Linked DNA regions of Gossypium hirsutum: region 2 is linked to region 1. Evidence: chromatin contacts called from public Hi-C data. All regions are on one chromosome and are shown on one strand. Each heading gives the region's core, a stretch centred on a gene start, on an enhancer-like site or on the middle of the called end of the contact. The rest is flanking DNA. Distances are from core to core; before and after follow the strand shown. Region 1 holds the start of LOC107962124 (protein trichome birefringence-like 33). Region 2 holds the start of LOC121230723 (multiple inositol polyphosphate phosphatase 1).

The links. A called contact is a pair of places that touch in the nucleus more often than the background predicts.
Region 2: a Hi-C map of leaf shows a contact between it and region 1, with 2.1 times the contacts expected there. The contact joins the promoter of LOC121230723 here to the promoter of LOC107962124 in region 1. A contact is called at or near these places in 16 of 34 Hi-C or Micro-C datasets (anther, callus, hypocotyl and 2 more).

The regions. Positions count from the first base shown.
Region 1 is chrA06:120,476,204-120,481,326 of Gossypium_hirsutum_v2.1, reverse strand. LOC107962124 (protein trichome birefringence-like 33) reads left to right here and starts at 3,209. Exons shown (of 6, transcript XM_016898368.2): 1 at 3,209-3,572; 2 at 3,667-3,883; 3 at 4,302-4,479; 4 at 4,566-4,765; 5 at 4,877-5,035; 6 at 5,122-5,123. The coding sequence starts at 3,398. LOC107962123 (a long non-coding RNA gene) reads left to right here and starts at 497. Exons shown (of 2, transcript XR_001701521.2): 1 at 497-782; 2 at 1,066-1,483.
Region 2 is chrA06:120,623,376-120,628,498 of Gossypium_hirsutum_v2.1, reverse strand. It overlaps LOC121230723 (multiple inositol polyphosphate phosphatase 1), which reads right to left and starts at 2,332. Exons shown (of 12, transcript XM_041116034.1): 1 at 1,902-2,332; 2 at 1,697-1,784; 3 at 939-1,232; 4 at 582-740; 5 at 52-192. The coding sequence starts at 2,002. It overlaps LOC121230722 (a long non-coding RNA gene), which reads left to right and starts at 3,400. Exons shown (of 2, transcript XR_005928861.1): 1 at 3,400-3,852; 2 at 4,875-5,123.

The sequences.
Region 1 (5,123 bases), core at 1,960-4,459:
GAGGAATGAGCAAATAAATAATTAAATAATATTATTATTAAATTCAAGTATATAAAATAATGAATAAGTAATGAAATTAAACAAATTAGGATTTAATCGAAATCAAAACAAAATTAAGAGAAAAAAACGGAATAAAATACAAATATCGGGCCTAGATTATGATACGCGAATGAGATGGGGGACCAAATGGGGCAATATCCCCGTCCCCCAAAACGCATAACTTCAATAGCGACCGAATCTGAACATTTCAAGAATTACAGGGTAAAAATCAAAAGAAAAGAAAAGGAAATAAGGCTGAATTGCGACAGACCACAAAAGTGAAGGGATCGAATCCAAAATAACCCATTAAAGCGGAAACGCTCGGGTCTTGGCATGGAGCGGGTCGGGTCGAAAACGGGTTGGCCAAAACGGTGCCATTTTGGCACCTGGACTACCACCCAAAAACGGCATCGTTTCCAGGGTTGCATTTAAGCCCATTTTTTTCAGAAATTTTCATTTGCAACCTCCTCTCTAAAAAAAAATCTGAGATTCCCCTAACTCTCTCCCTTCTCTCCTTGTAGCCGGCCAAAGGGGACACCCAAATCTCCATCTATCGTGCCACCACTGTACCCGGCGGCCGACAGTGCACAAGGGTGGGCATTAAGCCCCGTTTCAAGGCGCGTTTGAAGGTTATAACACCATCAATCCTCGGAAGCGCAAGGATAATGGTTCGCACCCCCTTTTGGGTTCGAACGCGACAACGACGAAAAGCCCTCCGACGAAGCGGTCACGGGGCGGTTTCGGTGAGTTTTTACTCCCTTTTTATTTTGTTTAAAATAGATTTATGATTAAAAAAATAAAAATGAAAAATAAAAAAATGAAAGCATAAATAAAATATGAAGAACGAGTCGAAAACGAGATTGGAATCAACCTTTGCTTGTATTTTGCTCTTTTTCCTTAATAGTCTGTGTAAAAAAATTGTTTGTTCCAGGCTTTTCTTATAGCCGAATACAAAGATTTTTCTACTGTTTGTTACTATTTCCTTTTGCTTCTGCTGCTTTGCTCTCTTTTGCTTCTGTTTTGCAGGCCTAGGGGGGTCAACGGCAGTGAAAGCATGCCATTTTGGTGTAAGGTTGAAGGCAAAGTCGGCCCTTGGGCGTCGTGCATGCCGAGGGCGCACATGGGAAGGGTACAGCGCCAGGGGAGGAGACTAGGGTTTCGGTTTGCCAAGATTGGCTTGATTTTGGGCCTATCGGGCTGTCCTTGTAATTGGGTTTTAGTTTATATTTCTTTTTTGGGTCTGGGCTGATTAGCAATTATGGGCCCGGGTAAATTTAGGTACCTACAGAGAAAATCATAGTCAACCTACAACGAGGAGAGAGCAATTTGGACTTCCATCCTTAGAGCTTGATATTCAGCGTATTAATGGTAGATTGAAAAAATGAGCTTTTAGAAGAAATATGCTTCATATTAAATCCCAAGTACCTACCAAGAGATTTGTTGACATGACTGTGAAGTTTTCTTTAAGCATCTTCATGAATCTGGGAGTCTCAAATAGCTTGAAAAAATTGGTAGGCTAATCATCTGGTCTTGGGGCCTTTAATCGTTTCGTTCACATTTTTCTTCATTTTTTAAAAATAATAAGAATATAATTTTCTTTTTAAAAAATTAAACTCGGCCCAAAATTATATATATAAGAAAAAGTATGAATAAATTGAAAAATATAGTGATAATTTTATAGACAGGTGAGGTGTAGCATGCATAAAATCATCCAACTTGTTTTTTTTTTAATATGATTTATGGTATAATGGTTCACTTGCAATTATGATCCTTTTACTTTTCTTACTTTATGTAATAATGGTTAAATTTCTATTTCAATCTCTATACTACACTCAAATTTGTTTAATTTCAGTTTTGATCCTTTCATTTCTCTTTTTAGATTATATAACGATAATCAAATTTAGTTTTAGTCCCTATATTACGCTTAAATTCAAGATTTTATCTCTATATTTAATTTTTGACATAATTTAATACTTTTCAAGAATTATTTATAAAATTTATCATTTATATACAGAGGAATATATTTTATTGCATAATTTATTATTTAATTTATTAATTATATTTTAAAGTGATTAACTTGCACATTGGATGGTGTCTTGTATTTTAATTCTATCACATCATATTTTTAATCTCAATTTATTAATTATTTTTTTATACCATGTATAAAACTATACATAACTGAATAAAAGGAAAAATGTGTTTCAACATGCTCGAGTCCATATTTTTTTTGTATTTAATAATAATATCAGTCAAACTAAAATTCAGTAGACAATTTAATAGAAACAAAAATATATGGAAATGATTTAGGTGATGCATTGCATCATCCAAGGTGTACAACAAAACAGCTAACTGCTGCTTTATTTTATTGTTAAAGAGTAGACATTATAATAAAAGCATATAAAAATAATGTAAAATGTCACCAAATCCTCACCTAAATGCTAAATTTCTTAAAACAAAGCAACCTTAGTTTATTAAATCACCATCACCATCACCTTTATTTTTTTTTCTTTTAATATTAAATACAATAGCAAAGGTTAAGTTAAATAAATAACATTAAAAATGACATGACATATATATATATATATGTTTAAATATTTCAAGAATTAATTATTTATCTAAAATTTTAAATATAATTATGAAGATAGAAATTGCATATCCATGTCACTAAAGTAGGATAATGATATGGCATCTTTTACATTTTAGGGACAATCCTTAGCTTAAAAGCCAATGGAAAATTATAGCTTCTCCATTACACCATTTACTGCCCACTACCACTCTTTTTTATTTTCTTTAAGAGAAAAAAAATAAATCACTTGAGTAGATCTACAAAACATGTAATTAATGAAAATGAAAATAAAAATAAAAATTAAGAAAACCTATTTCCCCCTCAATATCTATGATGAACTTATTAAGACAAATCATATAGTTTGATTAATGTAGGGGCTAAACAATCATTTTCTAGCTGCAAATTATGCATCATTATTCAACAACACAACGGTACTTTATGTAACCAAAAATAATAAAGAAATTATATATATAAATGCTAATAATATTGAATAATAATTATAATAATTATTTTTTTCTCGGGTTTATATCGAATTTCTATTTAAATAAAATTATTAGAATTATAAATATACGAATTTGAATGATAAAATTAAAATTTCAGAATGAGAACACATGAACCTATTAAATTGCTGAAACAGTAGTGGAAGTAAACCTTTGCATAGTTCTCTCTATATATTAATTCATGAATCCAATCTCAACATTCCTAAACCCTTGTAAATAATTAGAATTCACACACAAATTTAAGGTAAAAAAAAATACAGATTTTTGGGTTTAATTTTAAAGAAACAAAGATATGAAACCACCATTGTCGTCTTCTTCCTCTGCTGTTCTTAGAAAAGCTCGACTCTCTCCCTACCTCTTTACGTTGTTAGCTTTCATTGTTTTCGTTTCTATTCTTTATGGAGAAGATTTCATGTGCATTCTTGGACAACTTGAACCAATTCCAGGCCGAGCCATGTCTAAACCTGGTGAGTTAACTCAACTCAGTCAAACGAGTCAAGCTTTGTTTTTTATTTTTATGTTGTTTGGATTTAACTTGGGAATTGGGGTTGTTGGGGTTAGTGAAAAGAAGAGGGAAGTTGGCATTCGCTATAGGGAAGGGCGAAGAAGGATGTGATATATTCAGTGGGAGGTGGGTGAGGGACGAGTTAACTCGGCCTCTCTATGAAGAATCGGAGTGTCCGTACATTCAACCCCAGTTGACATGTCAAGAACATGGAAGACCTGATAAAGACTATCAGAAATGGCGATGGCAACCTCATGGATGCGATCTTCCTAGGTAAAAACAAATTATTCATATTTTAATGTTTTATTTTATATACTATACTGTGAAAGTAATATAAAGACCCTTCTACTAACAGGTAAATTTAATATTGCATTTTTCATTCAAAAAATTGATTAAATTAATTCTTATATGTTAAATTAAATAGCAAATGAATCATTCTATTAAAAATTGACCCTGTATGGTAGGATGATATACACGTGGCGCTCGTCAACTACGTTTATTTTTATAGTAGAAATGAATGAAATTTTAAATACAAATAACCCATTTACTTTTTTGATTTAACATATAGAAATTAATTTATTTATTTTTTAAATATAATAGACAAAATACAATTTAACTTTTAATATAAAAACTTCAATGATACTTTTACTTCCGATACATAGCCTGAGAATAATTATTATAGAATGAACAGCTTCAATGCGACATTGATGTTGGAAACACTGAGAGGGAAGAAAATGATGTTTGTTGGTGACTCATTGAACCGTGGTCAATTTGTATCAATGATATGTCTTCTTCATAAACTCATCCCTGATGACCAAAAATCCATGAAAACTCATAAAAATGGTTCCCTCACAGTTTTCAAAGCCAGGGTACGTAATTTAATTTAATTTATGATCAATATTTTTTTAAGTTAAAATCTCCATTGATGTTCAAATATTATTTTTTCGTTTTTAAGGATTATAATACGAGCATTGAGTTCTACTGGGCTCCATTTCTCCTTGAATCGAACTCAGATAATGCGATTGTTCATAGGATATCGGATAGAATAGTGAGGAAAGGTTCGATCAATAAGCATGGCAAGAATTGGAAAGGGGTTGATATCTTGGTTTTCAATACCTATTTGTGGTGGATGACTGGACTGGACATGAAAGTCTTGTAGGTGTCGGATATGGATGTATTTAATTTTTTAATATATTTTAAAAAAAATTAAAAATATAATATCAGAAATGTTTCGAATAAAAATATTTATTATATATTTTTGAGCAGGAAAGGATCGTTTGAGGACGAGAATAAAGAAATAATAAAGGTTTCAACTGAGGAAGCCTATGGAATGGGAATGAGAAGCATGTTGAGATGGGCGAGAAAAAATATGGATCGCAAGAAGACTAGGGTTTTTTTCACTAGCATGTCCCCTACTCATGCAAAGTAATTATATAATTTAAAGTTTCGAATTATCGAATTTTTTCTGTTAAATTAATTTGTGTTGGATCGTTCATTTGTTCTTTTGATAGGG
Region 2 (5,123 bases), core at 1,083-3,582, 150 kb before region 1:
ATTTTTAACAGGGTATGAACTACAAAATTTACATGAAAAGAAGATGAGTACCTGTTTACACAGAAACCAAAGAGAGGATATATCCTGTATTGTAAAATTGAACTCATACTGCTTAGCCAATGCAGAGGTAATCTCCGTCAGGATCGGTTCTTTCAGCTTATTGAAAGAAGGCTCTTGGTTTTTCCTGAAGTCCTGCACTCACAAAATTCAGTTTAAATAAGCAAATAAGAAGGCAAACCAATCAAATTACAGCACAAATGAATCAACAAAATGATTAGATTAATCTAAGCAGTAAAGGTTAGATTGATCAACAAATGAATCAAATCCGAAAGTTGAAGGTTAGATTAACCTAAAGAGGTAAAGGTGCTGAATATGTATAAAATGTACAAAAATGATTAAGAAAACAACAAAAAGAATGTTTGACTAACTTAAAATCTCAGCTAATTTTCTTGCATCAAACTTCTCAAATTTGTAGCCAAAATTAATATCAGTATAAAAATATGGAAAATCTAGAAACACATAATCGTATTAACCATACTTGTGTTGGTGCTCTAATAATAATGAAGAAACATCGTACATACCTTGTAGGTTTGACAACACTCAAAAAACCTCAGGATTGTGTCACTTGCTCGACTTTCACTTGTAACAGCAAATGCTCGATGACGACCTGGACCTAGACTTCCTTTTCCACTAAATAGCCCCATGCCAAATGCAACAGCACTAGCAGAAGCCCGAGGAATCTTTCCCACAAATTAAGAAGGAAATTCTAAATAAATAAATAATGTACAATAAGACCATCTTCAGAAATGGGGATAAAGAAAAATAGGTTTGCAGTAGCATCCATATGTTATACCAGAAATCCCAAATCAAAGAAAAAAACCTCTTAATCACACACACACATGTATAATAGAAAATAAATTTTCAAACATAGAACTCACTTGAGTAGTCTTTATGGGATACACATCGGGGTGGTATTCCTCATTAAATATATCGGGAAATCTTTCCCTAACCCTGATTCCAAGCTGATACAATTCCTCTTCTCCTTTGATATCCAACTCTCCACCTTTCAGTTTCCCTTTCCAAGGAGACTCCCAGTTATGAAACCAAGCAGGGACTTTTTGTAAGGACAAATTCCTCTGTTTGGCATCTTCTATAAGTTCCTTTATATGAGAAGCCAACTTTTCCATCTCTCTCACCCGCTTCTTTGTAGGAGAACGCGTTCCATGTCTTGCCTAAAAATAAATATTTAAACTAACTTCCCTTTTGTTTGTACTCCCAAGACATTCAACAAGTACTAACTAACCACGCTAGAAATCTCAAGCAAAACAATGACTCTTAAAAGGCAGCACAATGAGTAAGAAGCAATCTCAAAACTGCTATGCTTTGCACAGAATATAACAACAGCAAATCTTAAAGATATCCAATAAGCTAACAATTGGAAACAATGCACAATACTTACCCTACTTCTCCCATGCATCTAAAATCAAACTTTGTAGTAAATCTTCCATAAATTTGGTTCAGTGGGGGCATATTATTAAAGAATAATTATGCTAAATTTTGTAAAGACAAACTTCATCTAACAATAAAATGTAGATCCAAAATATACATCTACTCCATATTAACTTAATCTCAACACCATTTCTAGCTGCCGCGAATAATTAAAAACTCAAATTTCATGAAAATAAAACAAAATTACCACAAGATTTAAGTGGATAGGAGTACAGCCTTGAGGAATATCAGATGGTATAAACGAATTGTCAACAATATCTTTCACAGCACCATATCTGCTCCAAAAAAAAAGGAATAAATAAGAAAAAAACTAAAATAATAATATAAACCTGATTCAAAATTGTAAAGATGATGAAACTACGATTCAATGAGATAGTGAAGAAGAGCGAGACCTTGTTACAGTAGAGAGGTGTTGACGAACATCGAAATCTCGATCAGCTTTTGAATTTGAAAATAACGTTAAAAACAGCAACAAAATTGCTGCCATGGCCATTTTCTTCAGAGACCCTTTTTTGAAAATTAACTGGGAAGAAAAATGGAGGGTTTTAATAAATAGACTGAAAATGAAAGCTTTGGGTTTGGGTTGAAAACCGCCATTAACAATTCCATGCTACCCGCGTACTGAATTGAAGCGTCTGAGTTATTACTACACGTTGATCTAGATTACTTTTGGGGTTAAATAATTGTTGACCATATTTTCCACGGTGTTAGATTAAGATCGCTATCCTAAACTGGCGCAGCGCCAGCGGCTGCTTTCCTTTGCTTGTCTTTTTACCTTTCTTAGAATTTGGGTTTCGAATTCTCACTTGCGTTAATCCGAATTATTTCATTTCCGCCCATCCCATTAATATGATGGGAGATTGGGTTTGAGCTTTGAACTAACAAAGACTACTACCATTGGGAAAGTTATGGGAAAAATAACACTAGCCTAACTTGTTATTTGATAGATTAAAATAACAATTAAGTTATTTAGAGAACTAGCCACCAATTTTGGGGTTGCATCAATGGACTTATTAAAACAAAACCACCAAAAGTTAATTTAGAGGTTACAACTCGTTAAACTTCACTTACTCTGTTCTTAGGTGATGAAATTGATTCTTGGAAATGTATTTATCGAATAGAAGAGGAAAAATCCTACAAATAAAAAAATCTACTTTAGGGGAAATGGAAAGTCTTCCAAACTTGTTCTTTACCATAATATATTTATGGTGATAAAAGGTAACATTTTTGGGGAATTTGTTCATCTCAAGATTACACTATCCTGCAACCAGAAGTGACTTATTCCAAGAGAACCTTCAAGTAAGGGTAAATAGATTTTTAAAGCTAATTGAAGAATATTCTTCTCAATGTTCCTTATAATCTAAAAAATACAATAATAACATATGTTAAGAAGCATTTTATAGTTGTTTAGGGGTCATATTTTTCAATTGCAATATCTCTAAAAACTAAGGATGATGGAGCAAATGAAAACCCACTTCAAATAGATGCAATGGGAGATAAAAGCCCCATCCATTGGTTGTAACTTCACTTATTTGGTGTGATCTTAAGGGAAACAAGAACTCATATTTATAATGATACAGCTTGAGACACGGTACATCAACATGGTTATCTCCCCTGTGGTAGTGATGCATAACCGATTTTCACTTTCCATTGAAGCATTTCTCTTTGCAATCTTGAAGGATCGTCGATGATTTTGTAAGACAAAATGAAAAAATTGAGAGGACAAAAAGACAAGAAGAAGCAAGTTTTCGATGACGACAAAGGCCTTAAAGTCGCAAAAGAGCCGTATTTATAACTACCTGGGTGGGAAATTGAAGCAACACTTTTAAGCGAAGGCAGTAACAAAGAAACAATGTATTTTGAAAAACATCAATCAAAGGCAAACATGTGTCTAAAAGCAATCAATACACAGATATAATTATCAGGGTAGTAATTATGAGTTTTAAACTCTTTACATGTTTAATTGGGGGTTTATGACTGGATTCTAGCCGAATTCAGTAGGCTCACCACTAAATTAATGTTCGGTTGATTACAATGACTTATTATGGTCCGCATGGACTAGGCCTTATTTCGGCAAAAGGCAGCATAGGCATTTCCTTCCCTCACCACTGAATGGTAATTCAGCCAAGGTGGAATAAGATTTTATTTCCATTTTCAAATTTTGCCCCTCACCTTTCTAAAACCCTCCTTCTTCAACCCAACAGCTCCTCTCACCCAGCCTCTCTTGCTTTCTTCGCCTCCGGCCACTTTCAGTTCTCCGCTATTTCATGTCAGTCAATTGAAGTCACCAGTTCCTCCGTTCTTCTCGACAGCCTCTGTCTTGTTTATGCGTTCAGTTTAGGGGTTTGCTCTGTTCTGTTTTTTTTTTTTTGCTTTTCTTCTCTATGGTTCTTGTTTATAGGAGAGAAATAATTCTTGATTTTGGTTCCTCCCTAATGTTTTATAGTTCAGATTTAGTTCATCTGTGCCCTTTTTATGGTTCTATGTTTTGTTGACCTAGTTTAGGATGGTGGTTTCAAACTTTTGTGATGTATATCAAAGTCTAAATTCCCTATATGGATTAAATTTGGGATATCTTCACATTTGGTGGTCTTTGTTGATGCTATTCTGCACTGAACCAATCTATCTCTATGTTGCTTGATTTGCATTGTCTAAACCCTATACCAGTGGTTGCAGGTTGATAGGCCACTTGGCTTAATTACTTACTGCTTGTTGTTCCTCCTGATTACTGCATTTGCTTGTAATTTCTGGTTCTTGCTTCTGTAGCCTCATTGCATTCTATTATTTCTACTAAGCAACATAACTCGGACTTGACTTACTCTCTCGCTATAGTAATCTGGAAATAGATGGAAACGTATTTATGAAATGTTGTTCTGCATTTTTCTTCACAAGTACATTTTCTAGAAGCATTTTTTATATAAAGGGAAGGGGGTAGTGGTTGTCCATGGATCGAATTCAGGATGGGTGTCAACTGAAGACTTGAACACAAGTCCTTTGCCACTTCACTCGTGGTTCATTTGACTTCCTAGAAGCATATTTAGTGCCTGCTCTCTTTTACTTTGTTGTGATTTTATGGTGGCTTATTTCCTATTGGAATATTGTTCAGGACGGCACAATAATTTGTTTGGAAGTTTGTTATTTACGTGTTTTTTATTTTCTGTTTTGTGTTTAATCTGAGATGAAAATGTAAATATCGTACTGATATGTTTTTCTAAACCCAAAAATTAGGGCTTTGAATTGCATTATTCTCCCCTTAAGTTGCTTTGTTTTTAAGAATTTCCCCTTACCCTCAGGATTTTTTCTTTTATTTAAAAAAAAAAAAAACTAAAATGAGACGAATAACTAATGCCTTTCTTGATGTTCAGGTGAAGGAAGCAGTACAACTAGCATGATGTGGAGTCAGGTATTCATGGAACTGTGACTGAAAGTTTTCATAAGTGGGGTATTCCACTTGAACTAATTTAAATGAATGGTTAAAGGTTTTTTGAACTGTGGTCTCCATATAAGTGTATTATGGTTCGAGTTTTTTTTTTTTTTTTTTTCTTGTTGGACATATTTTCTATGGAGAGAGCACATTAACGAGGAATTACTATTTGTGGTCCTACCAACTCGTA